Regions from separate parts of the Gossypium arboreum genome. Here region 1 is linked to region 2. Evidence: chromatin contacts called from public Hi-C data. All regions are on one chromosome and are shown on one strand. Each heading gives the region's core, a stretch centred on a gene start, on an enhancer-like site or on the middle of the called end of the contact. The rest is flanking DNA. Distances are from core to core; before and after follow the strand shown. Region 1 has its middle 26 kb from the start of LOC108457653. Region 2 holds the start of LOC108458463.

Region 1 (5,165 bases), core at 484-2,983, 340 kb after region 2:
AATCCAGAGGTTCGGATCCAACTTAAAGAAAAATGCTTCTCCTTTTCTCCAGCATTAGATTTTAATATTTTTAAAAGAAAAGAATATAACTCCCTTTATTTCAACTTGAAGACCTATTAAAATAGTCCAAGTCTTTATTGGAACTTGATAAATGTCACATCACTACTGACTTATCTTATCAATGGTCTACAAATTTTGAGGAAACTAACTTTTAAATATCATGGTTCTCGTTCAGTTAGTTCCTAACCAACTTACCTTATAACTTAACTTGTAAAGTATCATGGGGAAAATGGTATACTACTTCTGACGTGGGCTTATACCTTCAGTAACTATTTACCTGACTGTATTATTCTTTTATCAAATCACAATTATCTAGCATGGAATTCTTAACATATTGAACATACAACTGTGTTCGCCCCCATTATACTCTGAAAAAGAGCACTTGAGTGGTTACAAATTCACCAATTGTACTTTTCAAAGACTACGCCAAACCTTGTGCCTGCAAGAACTGAGGTGTTATAGGCTTGCTCAAAGAATTCTTATACTTATTCAACTTTTTATACTTTACACACACTCAAAACTTACTATTTATGCCTCACTTCCATAGAGATCATTTGAACACTAAGGTTTCGTCGAGTAGGATGCTACATAATGAGCTAGAGGAGGGACCGATTGGAGATATATAATTAGGGCTCAAATAATTTATAATTAAAATTTAATTTTTCGCCTATTAATTATAAACTTATTTAGTAATAAAGTCATTCCATTATAGTATTGTGATTGAGCTCTCCCCAATTACATACCATTACGAAAGCTACTCAATAAGTGCTTGTCCAATGACCTTGTCATAAGTGTGTTACCCTCAGAAGATATCCTTAATCTCTTTAGGATAAATTCGTTCTCCCAATATGATCCTATTTTATCTCATGGTAACCATTTGTATAGTTTACCCAAAAGTAGTTGTAATCATTTAAATTTGTCACAAGTACTTACAATTGTAATTTTATATATATTATCACAAAAATAAATAATTGTACCAACTTAACAATAATTACAAATGCAATAGTCTTAATTAGTATAGAGTGATAATTAAGACTTTTGTTAAACACTTGTTTGACATGGATTCAAACCATATTATCCTTATCTCCATCCTTATGTTATATAAAAGAAAACATGTTAAGGCCATTAAATTTAAACCTCGTAAATTATAAAGACTAAATTTATAACTTTACTAACTATTTTCTTTTCCACCACAACTGCGTTTTTCTTGTAGTTAAAACCCAGGTGACAGCATGGGCTAGCTAATAGCAACCAACCATTCTTGTGGGTAGTTAGGCCTGGACCAATCCATGGTTTAGAATGGCTTCAACCACTGCTAAATGGTTTCTGGAAACATTGAGCGGTAGCCTAGGAGGGTACATATGGTTTCATGGGCTCCTCAACGACAAGCCTTAGCTCATCCAGCTTGGTAGCTTTTTGGACTCACAAATCACAAGTCCCACCTTTAACTTGGAATGCAACACCAACACAATAAATACAAATAAATTTAGAAAAAAAAAAGATAATACAAATATGAAAGAAATTATATGAACACCATAAATTTTATATAAAGCAAATATTTTTTTGAAAATTTATATAAATATAACATTTTAAACATGATTACAATATGCAAATTAATATGTACCATGATGCACATTGAACAATCTCCTCATATTATTATAATTTAACTTTTGAGAGTACAAGTGAAAGGGGTCATAATTAAGGACGGAACCAAGACAAATCAAGGAGTGGCCAAGCATAGTAGTAGGTACTATTTTAATACTAAATAATTTAAGTTTTATTCTGATGAAAATTTTGATTTGGTGCGTATCAATTCGTACCATTTGATATAGGATTTTAATATTTTAAATTATTTTTAATATTTTATATTTTAAATATTTTTATATATTTTATAAGTTTCGATAAAAAGAATTATAACATAACCCTAAAATATGTAAAAATTAAATAATATCCCTATGAATAAATTGAACACCACACAATCTTATGAGAATCACCAACCACACACATACAAAACAAAGAAGCGTAATTTTAAAATATACAAAAATTGTTGAGGTATACTTTTTGTGAAGCAAAGTTCCAAATCTCTTGAACCAATCTTTAGAAATTGCTAAATATATTGCTTTAATATCATGAAAAATTAATTTCTTTTTAGAAACATATTTGAAATAATTTAAAAATAAGAAAAGATAAACTCTAAATTTATAAACCCAAAAGAAAAAAAATCACAAACTTACAGTAAGAAAATCTAACAACAAAATGGTGTGATGTCAATAGTGAATTAGTAGTTTGTTAAAAGATAGTTAAAAATTATTTAACACAATTCAATCATCAAATTTCATGTTTCATTTATATAGATCATGTATGTTAAATTTGGAGTAAAGTAAATATTTAATTATTTGTTTTATGTAAAAACTTTGAAACTTTGAATATATATTAATATAGAAATTATTTTACATTGATATGATAAAAATATCAAATTGATTCAAATATTTACAAGTATGACAAATACAATTATATTGATAAATTAAATGATTAAATTATTAAAATATTAGTTATAATAAAAGTTACAAAGTGAATCCTTCCTTAATATATATATATATATATATATATATATATATATATATATATATATATATCCGTGAATAAGTACTTGTTCTTAAAGACACTTACCCCTATTAAGTTTAATGTAAAATTATCCCTATAGTTTCAAGAATATCGACTTATCTCTCTCAAGTTCGAAAAAATCCCACAAACCCCTTTAAAATCTATTTACTAAGCAAACCTTAAATAAATAAAAAAGAGACAATTATCCCTTTTATTATTTATCAATTCATTTTCTATTTGATTAATTCATTTCTCTTTAATTAAAAATAATGGAATTTTAATTACATATGAAGTCTTACAAAATGAAATATATTTGACTTCTTTCATTAAGAAATTATATTCAACTTCAATTAAAAGTAAATATTTTAAATTTATATTTAATTTAATTATATATTAATCTTGAGATACATTCATTAAATTATTTTATGTAAAATTAATTAGTTACCATTATTAAAAAGTTTTCATGAAAATTTTTTAAAATATAAAAGTAAAAAATATCTCAAGATTAATATTATAATTAAATAATTAACATGTATTTGTATAGAAAAATCATTAAATAAAAAACACACAATAAAAGAGACGACAATAAAATAAAATAAAATATAATTATAACTTTTATCTCAAGTGGTAGTCTAGTTACCTATAAGTGTCTTATAGCATATTGGGCACATATTTATATCCCACCAAGAGTAAATGTTGAGATTTTTTTAGTGGGTGACCATGTATATCTGCGTGATTCACTTTATTAAGCACCCAACAAAGCGCCCTCACACTATAAACCTTCTACCTCTTTAGGCACCTATGCTTTCATTAAAGACAAAAGAAAAAAATAAAACCCACCAAAGATATTACCAACAAGTTGAAGGGTTCATTAGCTCTTGATGGATAAAACTTTGCAGACTTTGACAATGAAATCAACCTCCCTCAACAAGGCCTTAGTTTAATGGGATGGTTAAGGTCTTGAGAACTTTAAGATCCCAAGTTCAAGTCCCACTCTTTGTAAACCATGTATGGGTTCTTAACCTATATTTATTATGGTTTATGTTTCACTATATGTGTATTTTGTATAAATTATGTTGGTAGTGTTGATATATTCTGATTATTAGTTTGATTGTGCTTTATACTTGATTAATTTTGATTATGATTATTTGAGTATAAGTATAACTTCAAAAAAAAAACTTACATATATATTAATTGAACAATGCATTATTTTAACATTTGATTATATTAGAATATAGTACAAATAATAATTAAAATAATTTATTAATTAAATTATTATTATTTTCAATTAAAAGTATTAAACATAAAGATTCAAAATAACAAAAAAAGTAGAATAATAAATAACTAATAAAGGGTAGAGTTATCCTTTTATTTAAAATTCATTTACTAAAGAGGAGACTAGTGGATTTTTCATCAAATCTTAGGGATAGGTGAGTATTTTTCAAATCACAGAGTAAAATTTAATCATAGAGAGAGTTTGAATGCTTTTCTCTTAACAATTTGCTATTTTTGTTTCATTCAAAATAGAAATTCTATCACATGTATACATATGTGGAAACTACGTATTTAAAATACAAGTACGAGTTTAAAAATAATATATAATAAACAATGAAATGTAACGTTTGAAATTCATAATAAAAAAAATATGCAATATGTATGAAATTAAAATAAAAATAGTTTAAAGTGTCAAAAAAAAGAAGAAATTGAAATAGGTAATACATCATATTAAGACTATTAATTAAACCCCAATTGTTTATTACAATATTGTCATTTTTCTTGAGTTGGTATTGAGTTGATTTATGTCACCAACTCAATCAACAATATTATCAATACTAGTAATTCTATCACACGCAAATTCTAGAAATCAAGTATTTCAACATGTGTATGCGTTTAAAATAATATCTAATAAAAATAAAATGTATTGTTTAAAACTAATAATAACAACATATATTCAATAGGTATGAAATTAGAATAAAATAAATTAGTTTAAATTGTGAGTAGAATTAAATTTAAATAAGTCAATACATGTGATTAAGAATACTAAATGCACTATAATTGCTTTTGAACTCGTGTTGTTGATTTTCTATAGCACTTAAATGTTATTCTTAAGTAACATTATTTACCATATTATCAAAATGTCAAAACGTTATAATGTTGGTGAAAGAAAATTCAACATTAAAAATGTAGTTATAAAATATTTAGTTAACAATTGAATCACAGGTAGAGTAGTAACTTAATTAAAAAAAAACTCTCATCAAACCTGAATTGGTATCGAGTTGAGTTAGGAAACTAACTTAATCAACAATATTATTAATAAGAAATTTGTAAACTCACTATGTGAATGAAAAGTAATAAAATTATTTAAAATAGGAAAGAAAATGAATTATTTAGTGGTTAAAATAGTGATTAAAATATGGATTTTTAATTAAGATATAATTTTTAATCTGTTATTCTTGCACATCTCTATTCTGCTTCTCTATCACGTTTGTGGTTTTTGTGTT
Region 2 (5,320 bases), core at 301-2,800:
ATATGACTTCCTATACTTCTAATACTCCTTCACACTTAATCTTCTCTTCCAGAGGATCACTTTTCATCCCAAGATGAGGCTTCAAAAGCAGTTTTTACATCCGCATAAAAGAGTAAGGGGAAAAGAGCGGCAGACTCACAGATCAGGGTTAGCGCCAATCTTGTTGAAAAAGTCTCCACCGGCAGGATAAAAGGAACTTATCAATCTGTTTACGACAACATCTGTATCTACATCAAAATACTGTGTGTATGATGAGATACTAAACACTCCCTTCCAGTTGTTTTGTGATTGTTGGTCAAATCCTTCTGCATATAATAGACAAAGGGATCGTTAAACTCTAAGGTGCCTCAGTAGCACTAAATAAAAGCGTTACATATTACCATCAGTGAGTGACATCTTAAGGCAGTACTTTAGCTGCTATAGCCTTTGAATTTTAGAACATGGAAGCAAAATCAGTAATCTACACTCTAAATCCCTTACTTTGAAGAGTCATACACAAAAAAATAAAATAAAAAAAGAAGAACTACTCCAGGAAAGTTCAAAAATATTAACAGAACCACGAAAAGGATATATGCATCAAATAAAGGATTTTAATTGGGTACCTCCCTTCTATGTAAAGAAATTTGTGATTACGAAAATAACAGTTAACTACTCCAGAATGCAAATACAAACATAACAGTTAGCGCTATAGTCTATTCTTTCAAAAATAAAAGGCATCGGAAGTTTCATTCTTCCTCACTAAATTACCTTAACTTTAAATAAGAAAACCACTCAATTCAACGCCAAATCTTCCATGTCTCAACTCTAGATATCATGATTATTGAAAGTTCCTCTCCCCAGTTATTTTCCATTTGGGAAATAATAAAACTAAACAATTCTCTTAAGACATTAGTTATTTCAAATATAGAGAAAAAATCAGAGATAAATTTAAGTTTTTTCTTATAGGGCAAGGAAATCAAATAAAAGATATATAAAGATTTTTTTTTAAAGGGAGGAAAAATCACGTTTCATAGTACGAAAAATGAAAGATTGATACATTTAACTAATTTTCTTTTTCTAGAAATAAAAAAGAATATATACCGGTCGGAGGTCCAAGAGTTTGATAACCTCGGCCACCACCTCCTCTTCTGCCATACGAGGCTTCACTTTCTTCATTAACAACAGCCTAGGATTCGAATAACAATTTTCAAATAATATTCTAAACTAATTTACATAAGAATGCCGATCTTGATAAATTAATTCAAAAGGAAGAAAAAAGAGAAAAAGAAAATTAAGAAGCTTACGGGAACTGAGCCGAGTAAATGACTAGTAGGACGATTCCAATACGAAGATTCATCCATTGAAAGTAAGAGATCGAACTAAGAGTTTAACAAAAAACAGATTTAGTTTTTCTTCTGGAAAGTGGAAATTAGTTAAAAGGAGAAAAGTTCCGATGAGTTTTCCTTGCCGTAGTTTAGAAGCAACGGAGACGACGAGGGAAAGAAATACTTTGACTAAACCGTCAACTACTTATAGCTCTAACTTTCTCGGGACGCGCCATTTATAAGCGCTGCGTTTCACGCGTTTCGTCGCCTTTTTAAATTTTCCAGCTACGTTCACATGATTAGTCTTTCACTTTTGGGTTATTGATGGGCCTACTTTTGGCTCCAGTTTTTTTACTTTAATTGACGGCTCATGTATTCATGGGATGGTTTGGGTTCAACCCATATGAATGAATACCTTATTTTTATTATTCTAACAATATTAAATAAAATTTTATTATTAAAATAGTATTTCCAATTCCTATCTTTCAAATAAAAATACTTGTATTCTATTAACTACTTTATTCATAAAATTCTTTTAAAAATTTTAAATTGAAAAATGTGCTCTTAAATGCCATTAAATCTATGTTCTCTTGATTGTTACAGTTAAACCGATGTTAACTAAATTATAACTCAATTAACTTATTTTCGCTTATGTTAAATGATTGAATGCATGCAATTAAAATTTATACAAAAATTAAATGCATAGGTATAATTTTTAATCTCCTTAATTGGAATTTACATTTTGAACAATGCCAATAATATTCAAACTCAAAATCATGGAGTTGAATTGATTTCTTTTGAAGTACTTAGATTTAATATCTTTAGAAGAACATGAATTACTTGAAATGACATATAAATTTGGACTTCTCTTTTTCTTCCAGATTCATTAGCAATAGGCCAGGCAATCGGATTTATACAACCAACATTGCTTTCTGGGGTCGCCCATGCAGCACCAACAATTAACTTGAGGGCTACATTCAAGGTGCAACAGACATGGTCCAAGGTTAATGTTCGCATTAAGCAATCTCTTACCTGTTTTTACACAAAATAAAATAAAATAAAATTAAAATGGTATTTAATATTTGATATATTCACAGCAAATTTTTTTATTTTACAAAAAATTTTAAAAATTATCACAAGTCTCTTTTATATATATATATATATATAAATATTTTACTATATTCTTATAGGAGACTTATCAATTTCTTGACTCTGTTTATGAAATTAAAACTCTACTGATAGTATATCAAAATTTTAAAATTACTATCTTTAATAAATTTAAAAATTAAGTATTAATTATTAATTATTAAAACATTTAGTTTATTCCTTAAAAGAAATATTTAGTTTATAAATTTACTTTTATATCATAATAATATATTCAAAATAATTTTGGATAAAACTTTAAAAAATAATTTTCTTTCTTAGTTAAAACATATAAATTTAAATAAATCTATCTAAATATATTTTATCCTATGTACTTATTAACTCCATTCAACAAACCATGATTTTCGAATTTTATATTAAATAAAAATTTATTTAATACTTAAACACTTAAAAAAATTAAATTACAACTTTTCTCCAATACATTATTAAATGCGCTGAAATTTTAAATAAATAATGGAAATGATTAATTTGGGACTTACCTTCTGCAACCAATACAGTGAAAGCCAAAGCAAATAAAACAAGAGCAAAATGAGCAGCCACGAACTTGAAATTTCTCATGATATAAAATATTAATAAAGAGTTTCGTTTTGAATCTAGGATTGCAACAACTCGAAAGATTGATAGGTTCATATAGGAATTCATTGTTAACAGCATCCCCTCAATTTCTGTATGTAAATATCGTGTGTTTAAAAATATAGTTGTGTTATTATAATAATTTGTAGGTTGTAAGTTTAAGTGTTATCAATTTCATAATAACTTTAGAGATTATAGTTTAAAAATTTTATAAAAAAATATTATATAATAACATAAGAATTGGGGATGATTTATTATTATGGTTCACACATGTGTAGTGCGGAGAGCCATTGAAGTTGGTGGTTTTTGGGGGTCTCATTCAAATAGATTTTTGAGAGAAATTAAGTAAAGTATTGTCACGTATCCTTTTTCTCTTGTGATGGAGAGAGATTTTATAAAGGAAGAATTTTGGTATGGATCCCAATAAAGTAATATTTGGTGATTACGAGTTTGAGTGCTTCATTAGAATGTGATGGGTTTATTCACATTCTAATGAAGCTTTGATGTCCATACAACCACCTTATATATTAGCATATCATTTTAGTGGGACTCACATAAAAACTCTTTATAAAAGTTCTCTCTATCAAAAAAAAAAAAAAGGAGGTTCCAAGATATATGCCAAAGCATTCCTAATCTCTCCAAGCTCACGAGACCCCTCAAAATCACTAACTTAAGTGGCTTTTCACACCAAATGTGGTATGAACCACCATTACAAATACTCTCAAGTTTTGTGTAATAATAGTTGGCGTCATATGTGGGAACTAAGTAAAAGATCATGTCTCTTCTATGAGTAAGAATCCATGGCTTAATTCCCTCAAGCTCTTTTATCTTTCTTTATTTATGCATCTCTTGAAGCTTTTAGTAGTGTGGGGTCTTTTGAAGTTGTTGTCTAATTTGGGTTTCTTGAAGCTTTTAACTTATGGTGGCAATGCAGATATTTCCTTCAAATACATAAAAAAAGTACTTCTTATACTCCCAAGAGAGGGTTAACATGGGGCTAATAGGAAGCCTTTTTCCAACACCCAAGGGTTACTCGGTTGCATACTATGGGGCCCTTCACCAGCATGCTAGGGGAGCCATTTGCTAGCACACCAAAAGGGCTACTCCAGTACACATAGGCAGGTCCTATGTTAGCACACTAGGGGATCCCTTGCTCGCACATTAGGAAGCCCTTGGTTGGAGGAGGCCCTTCATTTAAAAGGGAACTCTCATGGCTAGGAAGGGATAAGCACTAACTATGACATTTGTATATACGTTCAAGTTTGAAAAAAAAAAAAAAATTCAAAAACCACTACTCTAAAACTCTCAAAATTTATATAAGATAATTACTCTTATAGTTAAAAACTTATTATGAGAAATAACTTTTACGAATTCCTATTTTAGTACTTTATTAACATTTTTACAATATTGAAATATAAAAACAAATGTCCTAATTTTTAGTTAATTAAAGCTTTTGATTGTGTACACATTAAAAAAATAAAGCTTTTGATTGGGTTACAAGTCAAGTGTGATAAACTCAATTAAAGAAATAGACAAAAAACAAAATTTTATATCTATGTCTATCTATACTATATATAAAGTTTTTAATTGCATGGGTTCTGACCCAAGTGACACCAAAACTACAAGTGTCATGCCTCAAAATATAGGGGGTTAATTGAAATAAATAACTAAGAAGTTGAATAGGCTTGATGGTTAAATGGTTAGTGGATTCCTTACAGATTCTAGGTCCAAACCACTCTTCTCTCATTTCTTTTCTTTTTAATTTCAGCACACTAGGACAAAACCACACCAAAATAAATACTATTTGGAGTAGAAATTAAACAAGAAATAGACCTTGTCCTAATAGTAACACACTTGTTTTTGCCCCTTACATAACAATGTTTGAGCCACCCAAGTCCCTTTCATTTTATTTTCGACAGACTAGGGGAAATTACCATGCAACCCCTCAAGATTTGAAAACCTTAGCTATTTAGTCCAATTTTCTCAATTAGACAAGGATTTTTTTCTTTTTAAACCCCGATCAAAATTCTATTTCTCTCCCCATTTCTTCTCATCTTTTTTTTTTCTATTCTATTTTTACATCAAAATTTTTTCTTACCATTGTTGAAATTATTTTTGTTTCCCGAATTAAAATCTATTCCAAATTCAATTTGTTTTTCAACTGAATTCGTAATTTTCATTAGAAACATTCCTCATCTTTGCCAAGAATTGGTATGTAACACCCCGAACTCGGCCTAGACATTTTGGCCGAATCTGAAAGTGTTACGAAGAAGAGTTTT

Evidence for each region. A called contact is a pair of places that touch in the nucleus more often than the background predicts.
Region 1: a contact with region 2 is called in a Hi-C map of leaf, with 3 times the contacts expected there. The contact joins the enhancer-like site here to the promoter of LOC108458463 in region 2. A contact is called at or near these places in 2 of 5 Hi-C or Micro-C datasets (both in leaf).

What each region holds. Positions count from the first base shown.
Region 1 is chr4:15,639,183-15,644,347 of ASM2569848v2, forward strand. No RefSeq gene overlaps it. Among protein-coding and RNA genes, the nearest start is that of LOC108457653, 26 kb to the left of the region's middle. Within about 2 kb of position 1,734, at least 1 of the 2 cell types and tissues checked has an H3K27ac peak or open chromatin away from gene starts, as enhancers often do. A contact at or near this core is called in leaf, where this site is marked.
Region 2 is chr4:15,300,136-15,305,455 of ASM2569848v2, forward strand. It overlaps LOC108458463, which reads right to left and starts at 1,551. Exons shown (of 5, transcript XM_017757874.2): 1 at 1,284-1,551; 2 at 1,081-1,165; 3 at 140-305. The coding sequence starts at 1,340.